Linked DNA regions of Mus musculus: region 2 is linked to region 1. A link is a contact called in public Hi-C data. All regions are on one chromosome and are shown on one strand. Each heading gives the region's core, a stretch centred on a gene start, on an enhancer-like site or on the middle of the called end of the contact. The rest is flanking DNA. Distances are from core to core; before and after follow the strand shown. Region 1 overlaps 1700012I11Rik (RIKEN cDNA 1700012I11 gene). Region 2 has its middle 200 kb from the start of 1700012I11Rik.

Evidence for each region. A called contact is a pair of places that touch in the nucleus more often than the background predicts.
Region 2: a Hi-C map of liver shows a contact between it and region 1, with 2.6 times the contacts expected there. The contact joins two enhancer-like sites. A contact is called at or near these places in 1 of 39 promoter capture datasets (liver), 1 of 15 datasets of contacts at CTCF or cohesin (CD8 T cells), 18 of 484 Hi-C or Micro-C datasets (the AML12 cell line, the C10 cell line, the C2C12 cell line and 10 more), 2 of 115 datasets of contacts at active chromatin or transcription factors (bone marrow-derived dendritic cells and liver) and 1 of 9 other capture datasets (adipose tissue).

The regions. Positions count from the first base shown.
Region 1 is chr15:67,342,670-67,350,239 of GRCm38.p6, reverse strand. All of the region lies in intron 7 of 1700012I11Rik (RIKEN cDNA 1700012I11 gene), which reads right to left. Among named protein-coding and RNA genes, the nearest start is that of 1700012I11Rik, 120 kb to the right of the region's middle. Within about 2 kb of position 4,454, at least 53 of the 459 cell types and tissues checked have an H3K27ac peak or open chromatin away from gene starts, as enhancers often do. A contact at or near this core is called in liver, where this site is marked.
Region 2 is chr15:67,421,384-67,428,953 of GRCm38.p6, reverse strand. No RefSeq gene overlaps it. Among named protein-coding and RNA genes, the nearest start is that of 1700012I11Rik, 200 kb to the right of the region's middle. Within about 2 kb of position 4,868, at least 14 of the 459 cell types and tissues checked have an H3K27ac peak or open chromatin away from gene starts, as enhancers often do. A contact at or near this core is called in liver, where this site is marked.

The DNA.
Region 1 (7,570 bases), core at 3,205-5,704:
CTGCAGTCGTTCTACACACTCTCCCATTCAAGTCTCATAGTATTACTGTAAATGGAGCTTATTGCTGCAATTGTAAATGGATACTCTGAGGCAAGGATAACTGCTGCCTTGTAATTATCTTCCTCAAGATGAGGTCTAGTAGTTGAGGGGTGATAAAAGGAGCTTCACTCCTATCTCATTCTGTCTGTGCTGCTAAAACCAAATACCACAGTCTGGGTAACTTATAAGAACATGAGTTTATTTCTCACAATTCTAAATGGTGGGCAGGGAAAGGCACAGCAGACATTCTGCTCTGTTTCTAAGATGACTCCTGAAAGTCTGTGACCTCCAGAGTGGAGGAGAAGGGCTATGTCTTCATACAAGGTAGAAAGGGTTGAACACCCTCTGTCAAGTCTTTTCATAAGGCCACCCGACTCCATTCACAATGTCCTGTCATTCGGGATTCAGTTACCTCCCCAGAAACACACTTTCCAGTACTGACATGTTGTGAATTCAGTTTCAACATGAATTTTGGAAGGGAAGCAAGATTTAAGCAGTTTGTCTTTACTACTCCAGCACGTTTGAGTTTGGTGTTACAGAACAGTGCCCTTAGGCATCATTTGGGAGCATGTACATGACATCAATCTTGGAAGAAACTATGTTGTACAGAGTAAAATAGAAGCCTCAGGGAAGGAATGTGCCGGACTCACACTAAGGTGACAATACCTTTGTTCTCAAAAGAATGTATGAGAAGAGACTGGAGACCGCTGGTACTCTTAGCCCAGCATATATAGTCAGTTATCTGTCTTCACTTGCTTCTGAATTGGAAAGGCTCCTCTGGTCCCTTTCACAACTCCAGCCCTCTTCCTCCAGTCCTAGACAATACACAAGCTAGGACCTATGCAAAGTTGGTGTTCATTAGAAAATTCTCTGTACAGTAATACCAGACTGGTGTCTTCTTACTCAGACAGGATGAGTCTTTCCCCATTGTTTTAATTAGTGTTTCTATTACTGTAACATATCATTCATCTTACATTTCCAGGTAACAATCCAGCACTGGAGGAAGTCAGAGCAAGAACTCAAGCAGGGCAGGGACATGGACACAGGAAGTAAAAGAGAGGCTATAAAGGGGTGCTGCTTACTGTATTGCTACTAGTACCTTGCTTAGCTTATTTTCTTATTCATCTCAGGACTACCTGCTCATGAGTTGCATCATTGGCAATAGGCTAGGACTTCTCATATCTATTGTCAATTAAGAAAATGCATTGCGGCCTGAGCATCCGCAGCAGACATCTTGGTTCCGGGACTCCACTGAAACTAGTCTGCACAGGTGAGAGTGTGGACTACAGAAGCTAACAACTTCTGGGACAGGTGGGAGCCACAGAGCTTCTGAGGCAGCCCCATTTTCAGGCCTCAGACATCTGGCCACCTTCCCAACCAGAGGATAGGTGTCCGCCCAGCCCAGGAGGGTTTGCCTGAACATCAGCTGCAGACATCTTAGTTCCAGGACTCCACTGAAAGTAGTCTGCACAGATGAGAGTGTGGACTACAGAAGCTAACAGCTTCTGTGACAGGCCGTGGCAACACAGCTTCCGGGATAGCTCCTGTTTTGGGCCTTCATCTTCAGCCAGGATGGAGGTCCGAACGCCAGATAACTGTGCACCTTCCCTGTAAGAGGAGAGCTTGCCTGCAGAGACTGCTCTGACCACTGAAATGGCAGAGAAGCACTTGAAAAAAATGTTCAACATCCTTAATCATCAGGGAAATGCAAATCAAAACAACACTGAGATTTCACCTCACACCAGTCAGAATGGCTAAGATAAAAAAATTCAGGTGACAGCAGATGCTTGGCAAGGATGTGGAGAAAGAGGAACACTCCTCCATTGTTCGTGGGATTACAAGCTTGTACAACCACTCTGGAAATCAGTCTGGCGGTTCCTCAGAAAATTGGACATAGTACTACCGGAGGATCCTGCAATACCTCTCCTGGGCATATATCCAGAAGATATTCCAACCGGTGAGAAGAACACATGCTCCACTATGTTCATAGCAGCCTTATTTATAATAGCCAGAAGCTGGAAAGAACCCAGATGCCCCTCAACAGAGGAATAGATACAGAAAATGTGGTACATTTACACAATGGAGTACTACTCAGCTATTAAAAAGAATGAATTTATGAAATTCCTAGGCAAATGGATGGACCTGGAGAGCATCATCCTGAGTGAGGTAACCCAATCACAAAAGAACTCGCACAATATGTACTCACTGATAAGTGGATATTAGCCCAGAAATTTAGAATACCCAAGATATAAGATTCAATTTGCTAAACGCATGAAACTCAAGAAGAATGAAGACCAAAGTGTGGACACTTTGCCCCTTCTTAGAATTGGGAACAAAACACCCATGGAAGGAGTTACAGAGACAAAGTTTGGAGTTGAGACAAAAAGATGGACCATCTAGAGACTGCCATATCTGGGGATCCATCCCATATTCAGCTTCCAAATGCTGACACCATTGCATACACTAGCAAGACTTTGCTGAAAGGACCCAGATATGGCTGTTTCTTATGAGACTATGCCGGGGCCTGGCAAACACAGAAGTGGATGCTCACAGCCAGCTATTGTCTGGATCACAGGGCCCCCAATAGAGGAGCTGGAGAAAGTACCCAGTGAGCTAAAAGGGTCTGCAACCCTATAGGTGGAACAACAATATGAACTAACCAGTACCCCCCATCTCCCAGAGCTAGTGTTGCTAGATACATATGTATCAGAATATGGCCTAGTCGGCCATCATTGGAAAGAGAGGCCCATCAGTCTTGCAAACTTTATAAGCCTCAGTACAGGGGAACGCCAGGGCCAAGAAGTGGGAGATGGGGGAGAGAGCAGTGGGGGGGTGGGGTATGAGGGGACTTTTGGGATAGCATTGGAAATGTAAATGAAGAAAATATCTAATTAGAAAAGAAAAGAAAATGCATTGCAGGCTTGCTCACAGATAAATTTGTTGTGGATATTTTATCAATCAGGGTATCCTCTTCCCAGATGGCAAATAGATTTTGCCAGGTTTCATAAAACTAACTAGCACACCACTGGTAACAATAAGCTTCTGTAGAATCATAGAACTTGGCCTTGGAGTTTCCTTTAAATAAACTATCAAGACCTCCTGTGAAATGATACTAGCCAGATAGCAATAATGACAGCTTTGCCAGTGCCTCACAGAGAAGGGATCTCAAGGGCTCAATCTGTGCTATAAAAATTGAGAAGCAAAAATATGCAAGTCACACTAGGTAAAAATAATATCTGAAAGACAGACTGCTTCTACCTTCTTGTAATATGAATATAGGAGGCATAAAAATCATAATTGACCCAAATTCTTTATAGGCACAGTTTAAGGATAGACAAAATTACACCGTGAAAACTCTTTCATAAAACATCATACTCAAAATAATAACAGTAGCAATAACAAAGTCTGCAATGGGTTAGGCCATTCCTCATGAAAAATGTGCATGTGCTTGTATTTATTCTGATTAGCAAATAAAGGTCAAATTCCAGATGAATAAGCACCATGCAGCTTAATAGGCAGAGATGATGTGGCTTAGAATTAACCCACCTCAAAACCCTGAGCCTCTAAGACCTAGATGCTCACTCTAAGCACCAGAACTTTTTCCAGTATGACTGACAGATGCAAAGCAGAAACAAAGTAGGCATAGAAGAGCCATGAGCCTTGAGCTACAACCCACATTATGGAAGAATAAAACTGACTCCCATAAGTTGTCTTCTGACCTTCATACTCATGTGATGGGATACTTGTACACATGCATACAAATAGACAGACAGATGATATCTAGATGATAGCTAGACAGTAGATGGTATATATATATATGGAGAGAGAGAGAGAGAGAGAGAGAGAGAGAGAGATACACACCCAGGCATCTGACCAGGCACCTAGAGCCAGGCATTATACTGAATGCAAGGATATAGCTAGAGAGCTGTGGTCTGTGGCATGTACTGAAACATGTACTCAGGTAGAAGAGGGAAAAAGATGGAGGAAGGATGGGTCCATGGAAGACTGTTGGGCCCTTCTGGAAGTTTTTAGAAGTAACTGTGGAGTCATGTATAGGCATTAAGAGTAAAAGTAACATACAGGAGCCCAGATAGGATAGAGAACCTACAAGAGCTATTCTCAGCATAACTGGGGATATAATTCAATGTGAACTTGAGAGAACCCTGCTCTGTCCCCTGTCCTGAATTCCACTTCCCTCATATTCTTCAGACTAGGTGCTGTCTAGAGTATCATTTGGTTCTTCAGTAAACTATTGCACCTTCACAGGAAGCAGACTTTGTCAGCAGAGGAGACTTGGAGCCCCAACTTCCTGAAGATACCTTGCTAGCGAGTTTTATTTTCTCAATCTGTAGTGAGTTTCATGGCTGGCTGCTCTGAGAGGTGAGCCTTGTTTTCATTGCATTTCACAAATGAGAGCATGGAGAATCAGAAAGGTCAAATTGATTGTGCAAACACACCGTATTGCTTAGGGGCTGACTTAGGGCTATGTAGGCATAATTTTTTTTTTCAGCCTACTTTTACTTCCCCTATCCTACCACCCAGCAGAGGCTGTGGAAGAAAACAGTTATTAGGATATGGAGGAAGTGTCACTGTTCAGCAGTAGTTCTTTGGGGGTGAGCCTGATCTTCTTGGACAGCAGTTCAGTCCCACAGCAAACACCAAATATGACTTAGCAGCTGCAGACCCGTCCTCTAGGCGGGCAGACACCAAGGCACAAGCCAGCAGCTACAGTCCAGTCCTTTCAGCAAGCAGACACCAGGAAACTGTAGTTCAATCCTGGAGGAACTACCAGGCTCACCAATCAGCCTGAGGTTCGGCCGCTGAAGTGGCAAGCTGCCACAGGAACCTCTTGAGCAGTTCTTAGGAGCTTCCCTCAATGTCAAAGTTATCACAAGTTGAGCTCAACAATCCTATGTAAGATGAACCAATACACGGATGTCTTTAGCAAAGAATAGCAAGTGGAACAAATTAAACCAATGCTCAGTGCTCATTTCTCACTGTCTGTGGAGGTCACATTTATACTCTTTCATCAAGTTTCCATGTGTTTGTGATAGCTAAACATCTTTTCACTTGTGCCTGCTTCATGAAAATACTCTCTCACTTGTTTGCTTTAGCAAGACATCCTTTCACCTGTGTGCCCCAGCAAATCATCATCTGCTATAACTAACTTTCCAAAGAAGTTTCCACTTCAGGGTTATATTTTGAATTGTACAACATGAAATCCAGGCAGTTTCTATGACACTTTTCTACTTCTCTGTTCATGGAAGGAGAGAGGGAGCTCTTCCCAAATCTGTCCTGCACCTCTCTAAGAATGCTCCAAGGCATTGTTTACAGGCTCTGGGCTCTAGAGCCAGAAGGGTTTCACTTAAACCTAACCCTGGTATCCCCTTGGTGTGTTAAACCCTCTCTTTCTTCCTGGCAGTGGCAGCATACACCTTTAATTCCAGTGCTTGGGAGGCAGAGGCAGGCAGATTTCTGAGTTCAAGGCCAGCCTGATCTGCAGAGTGAGGTCCAGGACACCCAGGGCTACACAGAGAATCCCTGTTTTGACCACCCCCCCCAAAAACAACTCTCTTTCCCACTCTAAGACTGAGTAGTGAGATTCAGTTCTGAGTAGTCCACGCACTCTGGCTAGTGAACAGCTTGCTCAAAATGCTCCCCGCACATGACAGGTCACTCTACAGATGATCATCACTTAAAATGTCAAGCATCATGAAGTAGCTGTGGCCATACCTTACTTGAAGGCTGATGTTGACCTGACATGGTTGCCAGAATGTCAATATCAATTGCAGTTTGCAAAATTCCTGAAAATCTAACAATCAGATTTTATGCGGCCTTCTGTCACACTACCATATCTTCATATGTGTGTGCCAGCCAGTTCACTCTTTTATGTCTCTGAAGTGTTAATATTCTCTGCTGTATTTTTAATTCTCAGCCACCTTGAGAATTGGCAAAGACTAGAATTTGCTTCTTTATTTAACAGACATTTTGTGGTGGTGGTGATGATGGTGGTGGTGGTGGTGGCTATTGTTTTTAACAAATGCAGCACCCAGTGTCAGTAAAAATTAGATTAATGTCCCAACTTTGTATTTTCTGGGTCTTTTGATGGCCTCTGTGGCAGACGAGTCTCACTCAATCTGCACTCATCCTTTCTTCTAGAATCTCCTGGCATCTATTCCCCCCCCCAAAAAAAAACTGAGAGCCAGGAGAATAATTATCTAATGTCCCTTGGTGGTTCATGCTCATGTCCAGCCCTCCCTTAATAATATAGAGTGGCCATGGGAGAGTCAGGAATTTTCGGGGCCTACTTAGGCCAGATAGGTTGCCTGGGGACTGCCATTTTTCAGTTGCTATCTGTAATATACCCAGTATGGCTGCATCCCATCTTCTTTCTCCATGCAGATTTTTATACATCAGGAGGGATCCATGCTCAGTTTCCTAGGGACTCAACTGAAAGAACTCTGCCCTTGCTCCCTTCCCAGAGGAGCTCTGGCTGTAGACACCCCTTTAGAAAGCTAGCAGGCAGGATGGGAGGGTGTATGTTCAGCATCTAATGATTTGCTCAATTTAAGGTCTTCTTCCCTACTCCAGCTCCTACTACAAGGATGGATGCCTCAGAGCAATGCTTGCTATTACAGTAAAGAACATACTATGATATCACAGCTATTTGAACTTGGAATGTGAGGTGAGGAGATTTGTTGCATTTTTTTTTGGTTCTTCCTGTGGCTCAGAGCCAAGTCCAAAGTACCAGCACCCTGAGAGGGAGGCCACATGGCCAAGGACACAAAACTTACAAATTACAGGAAAGGGACAGAACACAAGTTCTAGTTCAAGTTCTTAGCACAGTCATCAATGTTGCCTCTAATCTGTAGCTCTATAAATGTCTGTTGGGTATGTACTATGTCCTGGACACCACCAAGTTTACAGCGGTGGTTTATGTCCTCATGATGGTGACAGCCACAATTCCATTGTCAACAATAGCCTCACCTCTCAGGGCTGAGATGAGAGGATTCTATTTGAAAAAGCTCTGCCACCAGACCATTCCCTGGTGATAACATGATGTCCTGATGTCCTTCTATACCCTTTTTGAGAGAATTCTTTATTTGCCCCTAGAATAAAGACACTTCCTGAACAATGTCATGATCTCTTTCAGGCAAAATCCCAAAGGAGTGTTCCCAGGGATGAAGATGGATAGATCCTGCACTTTGCTTGCCAAGAAGGATATTTTCCCAAGTCAAATGTTCTTCACCTAGTAGCACCCTGTTCATGAAAATTTCCTGACCACATACATTGGATCTTCAGAGCATTTCCTCTTTCATCTTATGTGAAAACTTCCATAACTATTATCTTAATATTATATATTTGTATAATATCGGTGGTCTAGTAGTGTTCAGAGAATTTTGTCTTCTCTTTTCCCTTTTAAGTGGTTCAAAAAAAAAAAAAAACAACTATGCAGCAAGGTTAAATCAACATCATTATGTCTTTATTCTTTATAGAATTAGTGTATGAAGAGTCTCTATAGAAGAGACTC
Region 2 (7,570 bases), core at 3,619-6,118, 78 kb before region 1:
GACCCACATTGCAGCCAATAGAACAACTGACAAACAAAAGTAATCCCTGACCATGAAACTCGGGGATGGATGAATCTTTCCAAAGGGGCATGGGACATGGGGCTCTGGTGAGTAGCTGCCAGCCCAGCACCCATTAGTTTACTACTGTGCTCCCTGCAGAGTTCAGATAGAGGCTAGAGGACAACTCTAGGCTCTTAAAAGCTCAGCCACGTGGCAATCCTGGTAATGGCCTGTGAGCCTGCTGCTGTAATTTAAGTAGAGCACACGGAAGCATCTCAGAGCATAACATTCAGGCACTGACGTGATAAATGTGTATACTGGTATTCTAGTAAGAAAAGATGACAGACAGTTCACAATGGAGCAGAAGGAACAGTGTAGACTCAGGGACGAGGATTATGTTAGCTTTCCTCCCTTCTTTTGTAATAGTGTCAGAGAAATCAGGGCTCTCTGGTCATGTGCCAGAGCTTTATTTTGGTGCACCTTGTAATACATGTCAGAGGTACTGTAGCACATGAAAAAAACAGACACTGGCAGGCAAAGACAATGATAAGCCACATGTGTTCCTGAGAATGGTAGAAAGGCCTGAATAATCCTGAAGACTTAGGAATAAAGGCAGGCAGCTTCCATCACAGCCTCGACCAGGATAACGTTCAGTGGCCAAGACCATTCCTCAGATCATCTACAAAAAGGAAGAGCCATTGCTTTATCTTGAACCTCCCTCCAGAAATATGGAAGCAGAGTTCCTGGTGGTTAGGGTTTTGGGGGATTTGAGGGTTGTTAATGGGGCATGTGCTACACATAGCATACTTCTCTGACTCAGATGAGATGACATAGAAGCTCCCAGCTTTGACAGGGAAGCAGGGCCACAAAGGTTTCCTGGTAGGTTATAGGCTTTGGTGAAAGGAGCCATGCCTCATGGGGGTTTAGGTTCAACAGAGCTTAGCTGTGGGAGGTATGAGCAATGGAGAGAGATGTGGAAAGCAAGCTCAAGGATGCATTCTTGATGAAGTCTTGAATTTGGTGAAAGTCCGTATCATCTATAATAGAGACATGTGTGCCTTTTAAATGAACTCTCTCAGTGAAATAAGATAGTCTATTGTCTAGGCTATACTCATAGTCTTATATTTCAAGAGAGTGGCAATATAGTCACTCAGGGCTAAGTTTAGTCCCCACTCTTCCTGTGAAATTTGAACAACCAGGTGTCAATCCCTTGCTTTAACAGAGAAAGAAAGTGATGAGTTTTGTGTGTGTGTGTGTGTGTGTGTGTGTGTCTGTATGTGTCTGTGTGTGTCTATGTGTGTCTGTGTGTGTGTGTGTACACATGCATGTGTACAGGAGCACATGTTTGTGCAGATATGTGGAGGTCAGAGTTCAGTCTTTAGTGTTGTTCCTCAGGTACTAGCTACATTGTTCTTGTTTTGTTTGGGGTTTTGGGTTTTGTTTTAAGTAGTCTCACACTAGTCTGGACCTGACCAAGTCTTTCAAGCTGACTGGCTAATGAACTCCAAAGATGTGCCTATCTTCCCTTCCTCAGGGCTAGGATTATAAGCATATGCCTCAATGTCCAGCTTTGTTACATGGGTTCTGGAAATAAAACTCAGGACTTCAGTCTTGCACAGCCAACTATTTACTGACTGTGCATTCTCCCCAACATGAGGTTTGATATTTTTATTTAAGCAAAGCAAGTTTTAACTCTTTAAAAATGTGAGGGTAAAGAATGGGTACAAGAGAGCCCCATGGCCTTTCTTCACCCAAAAGCCAACTACCCTTCTATTCAAGCACATCTTAAAAATACGCTTCATAAGAATCAGAATGTGTGCAGTCGAGGTGTCACAATGAATGCCTTCCTAGGGAGAATGGGTTGGTCATATGGCTTCAGAGCTTGGCCCGGCCTCTGCACTTCTTACTGCCTACTATGATGGTCATGGAGAAACAGCCACATGGTCTCAGATCCAGATAAGCTCTCCTCATGCCTAGTTAACTCCTCCCAAGCTCGTCAGCTCTCCAGTGCTACAACACACAACTGAGATCATCATATTAGAGAAAGGTTATTTGTCTGATATTTCAGAGGTATCTGTCCATGATCACTTAGTTGGCCTTGGTGCCCCTAGGGCCTGTGGCAGGGTAGCACATCATGTTAGGGAGTGAGCTATGAATCAAAACCACTCACCTCATAAACAAAAGAAAAGCAATGTTCTGGGGTACCTTACTCCCCTTGAGGGTACCCCTCCAAAGACCTAGTCATTCAACTAAAACTCATCTTAGAAGTTCTACAACTTTCCAATAGTAACATTCTCACAAACAAGCTTTTAAGCCAATCACTGTTGGGGATTTAACACCAAAAGATACCTTTTCAAAATTGTTTCATGATTCTTTAAACTGTCTCTATGCACCAGGCTGGACTCCCCCAATCTCTGCACTATCACACTATTGTAGCGATCAGGTACTTCTCAGGGGTTACATACTTCTTCACTAGCCCTGATAAAGCCCACTGGAGTGCCAAGCTATGACTCCAAAGATTTTCCCAAGGACCTTTGAGCTACAGATCCAATGAAGCTAAATGGCTTTCCTTGTTTCCTCCATAAACTCAGTCAGCATCCTTATCCTGCAGAATCAGCTAGGACCTGACTCCCAGAAGCCAATTACCTCTTTACTCCATCCCAGGTAACGTTCCCAGGTAGTACCTGCCTTTTGTCTTTTAATTATATGTTTAAAACCAACATCTCACAGGATTAAAGTAACCTGAGAGGGAAAGGAATTAAAGAAATGTTGGCCAAAATATTGTTATCGGTATTTAAGGTGTTTCCTGGAGTAGATGGTGACAGCATGGGAGATGGAACATTCAAAAGATATTTAGAGAGCTATGTGGTCCATAGGAAAGACCCTCCCCCCAAACTTCTTCCAAAATGTATGAGATAGGCTGTACAGAGAATGGTGAATATGCAAGTGGCAACTGGCTTTGCAGAGTGCTCCAACCATCTCTCACTGAGATTACTGGGATAAGATCAAGACAGTTTCTAGTTCTGACTCAATTCCTTGGGATGCTGTGTGATCCCATGTCACTCCTGTCAAAACCAGCATGCTACCTACCTGGTTTTGTAAATAAAGTTTTCTAGGAACACAAACAGGTTGTTTCCCTGTGTATTATTTCTATCTGCATTCACACCACAGGGCAAGGTCGAATGCTTGGGACAGAGACCTGGTAGCCAGCAAGGCTGGATTGTGCTCTCTTGGGTCCTTGAAAGTTTTCCAGCATAGCTTTAATTCAGTTTTTTTTTCCAGGAAGGCGCTTGAATCTACTAGTTTTCAGAGAGAAAATTGAGTTGAGTGCTGGAACCGTGAAGAGTAAGGATTCCCCAGAAAGCGATTGAATTTTTTTTTCCAAGAGAACCTGAGACGGGTGATTATTCTTGTTCTCTCTAATTTAATTCTCTTCCCCATTTATTATTATTAAATCCTGAGCTAGCAGATCAGCCTCGTTCTGGCAGACGTTTGCATAGATATGCCACGGAGCTAAATTTCTATTCCCTGGAGATTAGACATATACATGTTGTACTGATTAAAATAATATTTTTTAAAAAATGAGAAATGTTTAACTCTACAGGGAAGAGGGAGACAAAGGCTATAAGTCTGAAGGCCAGGTATAAAGAAAGACTTTCTTTGCTGGTCCCCATGGTTTGAGGGTGCCTTGAAGAAAGGAGTTCATAGAGGTAACACCAGTAACAGGTTAGCAATGCTGAGTGCATAATAGTAGGTCCTGTGGGTTGAACTGTGTCAGCTAACAAGTCATATTTACACATATCTGTGAATAAGATGTATTTGAAAATAGTGGCTTAGAAAGTGTAATCATTAGGATTTGATTATCATGGGTTCCACATGAGTCTTAAGAGAGTGACTTTTGGCATTGTTTTTAGCAAATGATGGAAATTTGAACAAAGATATGTAAAAAAAGATAATTCCATTGGATGAGACAGGCATACTTGAAGGACAGCCTTGTGAAGACATATGCATATACTAGGATTTTTCAGTGTTCAAGAAGAACTGATTCTAGAAAACTCCCATGAAGAGCAAAGTCTCTAGGTATTCAAGCTCTTTTTACATAACTGTGTGAAGTTTGCATATAACCAACAGATAGCCTTCTGTACACTTTAATCATTGCTAGATTCCAAACGTCATCTATTACAATGCAATGTAGATGGATAGTTGTACCAGATTGCTTAAAGACGATGACAAGAAGACAAAAGAGGCAAGAAAAGCGAAAAGAAATGAATCAAAGCATCAACCCAAAGCAATCCAAAGCCAAGTACGTAGATAAGTGATTATGATAAACAGAGGCAAAGAAAAATTAATTAAAGAAGTTGAAGACCCCAGAAAGAGAAAACACCTTCACCATGTGGGATATGTTGAAGAATAGAAACAAGGCTAAGTGTTTTCCATCTAATAGTAAAGCCCATACAAAGCCCTCCCCTAAGACCAGGGTCTATAGAGCACCCAGATCTCCTTCAATCTCTTCTCATTAACATGTAAGGACTTCCTATAGACCAGTACCAGCTTTCCAAAGGGAGTGTGGTCATTTCTCTAGGGCTACTTAAGGATCTTTCAGTTCCTTTCCTAACCACTACTCCTGCCCAAACTGTGATATCTAGATATACCATATTTCCTGATACAGTGTTTAGATGGCTCTGCTGCATGCTCAGAAGGAGGGGAACACTTACTTTCCCTTCACATGAATGAGTATTGCATCACCACCCTAGCCCCACGTGGAGATTCATGGATTAAATTTTAATCCTACTTTCTGTGTCACGCTGGTCACTGCACTTTTGTATTACAGCAGGCTTATTTATGTGATGGGGAAATGCTACTGACCTGACAGGAACTAGGTCATGGCATACACAAGGACACCACAGGATTGCTTAAAGTAAACAATTCTGACCAGGTTGATGTCGGTATATATGTGGGGAGTTTGTGGGAGGAGGGTGGCCTTACCACAGGTCTAAGAGAACTGTGAGAAGAACAGGGTTATCTCCTTCATTGGAAAAACAATGCTGTGGCCAAATTTTCTTTCCAAAATCACTCAGCCAATGAGAGACACATCCATGATTTAAACCCAGACTGCAGCTAGTGTGACGCCTTGATCATCATGTACTATGAGCTTGCTCATAGCCAGACATCCAAAGAGATCACCCAAATCAAGCCATGGCTATCACATTCCTAACTTGAACTTGGAAGAGAAAAAGCCAGGGACCACAGATAACTGGGCTGAGTTGCACTAGAATAATGTTCTTGAATCTTGATGGCAAGGGCTCATAACTCTGCCTGATTCCTCGAAAATCCTTCATTCTTCTCTACTGGCTGTACAGGGAATGGCATGTCCTAGCCAATGCAAAACATGGATAGAAGACAATGGCAAAAAAAGAGAAAAAATCCAGGGACCCCTTCACATCATTTCGTTTTCCTCTGGTATCTTCAGCAATTGTTTGGTCTCAGCCACTAGCTTCAGTTCAGTTCAAAAATAAGCATCCCACCTCATTGTTCCTAATTCTAGTTCTGGCTTTTAGTACTGAGCCCTCTTCTTAATTTGAGCATTACTCATCACATCTTCCATGCATCCTTGGCCATTGTAAGCTTTTTGCTATTGTTGTCCTGGAATGTTTGTAACCACTGTTTGAATTCTCATCATTTCCCAGGTTAGAGAGTAACTTCTCTATATTCAATGTGTTATGTTTGGAAGTCTAAAATGACATTGTTTTACCCTACTATAATTTGACTGATAAAATCCCAAAGGCCCCATCCTATGTCTATGGGTCTATGGTATTCCTGAATATTTTTTTAAGACTGTTCTAGTATCCTTTCAGTAAATCCCACCTAACATCTGTTAATGTACATCAACACATGTGTGTGTGCATGCACGTACACACACTTTCATTTTTAAGTTAAATAAAACTGATTTCATATTTTTCTTGACCAACCAAACTTTGACTTCTTCTGCACATGATACATGTCTATAAGCTATAAAGTAAGCATGCCCCTATCCCAGGAGATGCTCACTGTGTGTTTGAAAAGGATTAAATTGAACTCATTCAGCCCCAGCTGATATATACACATGCACACACATTGCAGAAGTAGAGCATTCATTTGTCCTTCATCCTCCCCATTACAAAACAATTGCTCTTCTCGATTTCAGCCTGGTTTTTCTTGCCTCAAGGTCTCAGGCGTGGCTGTCAAAGACTGAAGAAATGTTAGACGTGCTAAGTTGCTGCCTCCTAGTCAGAGAGAAACGGCATGCCACTTCCAGAGAGATGAAATGGAGACAAATAGTCGGATTCATAATTAAAAAGAACCTTTGGACCAGATCCAAAAGGTAATGAGAGACTACCCAGGGATTATTGAAAGGGAGGAAATTCCTAAAGACTGACATGGATGCTGGAATATTGGCCTCTGTCTATACAGAATATCTTGCAGGGGGAGCTCCTTGTCCAGGGGTAGGGCATATAGCATAGCATTGAATCTCCAAGTCGAAGAATGCCCTTACCTACACGGAGGAGGAAAAGAAGAAATGCGACCCCCTTTTCAGAGTTTGGAGGCCTGACTTCAATTTAGAGGGTTCAGGACCTAAGGGTGGAAGGGGCTTCTGAGGCAAAGAGCTGAATGGGAAGACAGAGGCCAGAGAACCAGAAGCCAACCCCACATCATCAGCCAACAACTCGAAAATGCATGTCTTCCTCTCTACGCCACCAGAGGGTCTGGTGTTATTAAGTGACTGAAATTTGCCATAATGAGACATGATTAGGATAATCCAGCCTCTTCTTTCCAAACCTTTTGAGCTGTATTCATCTTGGAGCCTTTAAAGAGAATTATTTTGATCAAATTACATTCCTTTCAGCCATGCCGTAAAAATGAAAGTTATGGAGGGAGGAAGGGAATGAGTGTGGGACTACGATGCATTGGATGATGATGTCGGGTAAGGGTGGGGGAAGGTACAGCCTCAGTCCATCTCTCCATACACATCTCCTATCATTATTTAAACAGATTTCCTAGGCATTATGACCCCATCTCGCTAGATAACTGGAATTCAGAGAGGTAAAATAATTGGTGTAAAACCACACAAGCAACCATCCCGGAGGAACACCAAGGTTAAGGTTACAATATAGTTCCTGCCTTTGTAGAAGCCAGATTGTCTTTGCTAAAGGAAGGAGAGGTGAACAAGTTCATACTCACATTCAATACTCTCATTAGTTAGTTTACTATTGTGACAAAATCAACATCAGGAAGCAAGGCTTTAATTCTGTTTACAGTTTGAGACTCCTGTCCATCATATTGGGGAGGTTGTGACAGCAGGACTATGAGGCAGATGTTCCCACTCTATTCCAGGTCAGAAGGCAAAGAGATACAAATGTTCATCTTACTTTCTCCTTTGTATTCAGTTTGGAATGACAACCCATATACTGGTGTCACCCACAAAAAGGGGTAGGCATTCTCATGTAAATTAACCCAATCTAAACCTTCACGTATAAACCCAGAGGTTTGTTTGATAGGTAAGTCTAGACTCTTTCAGGTTGGCAATCAAAAT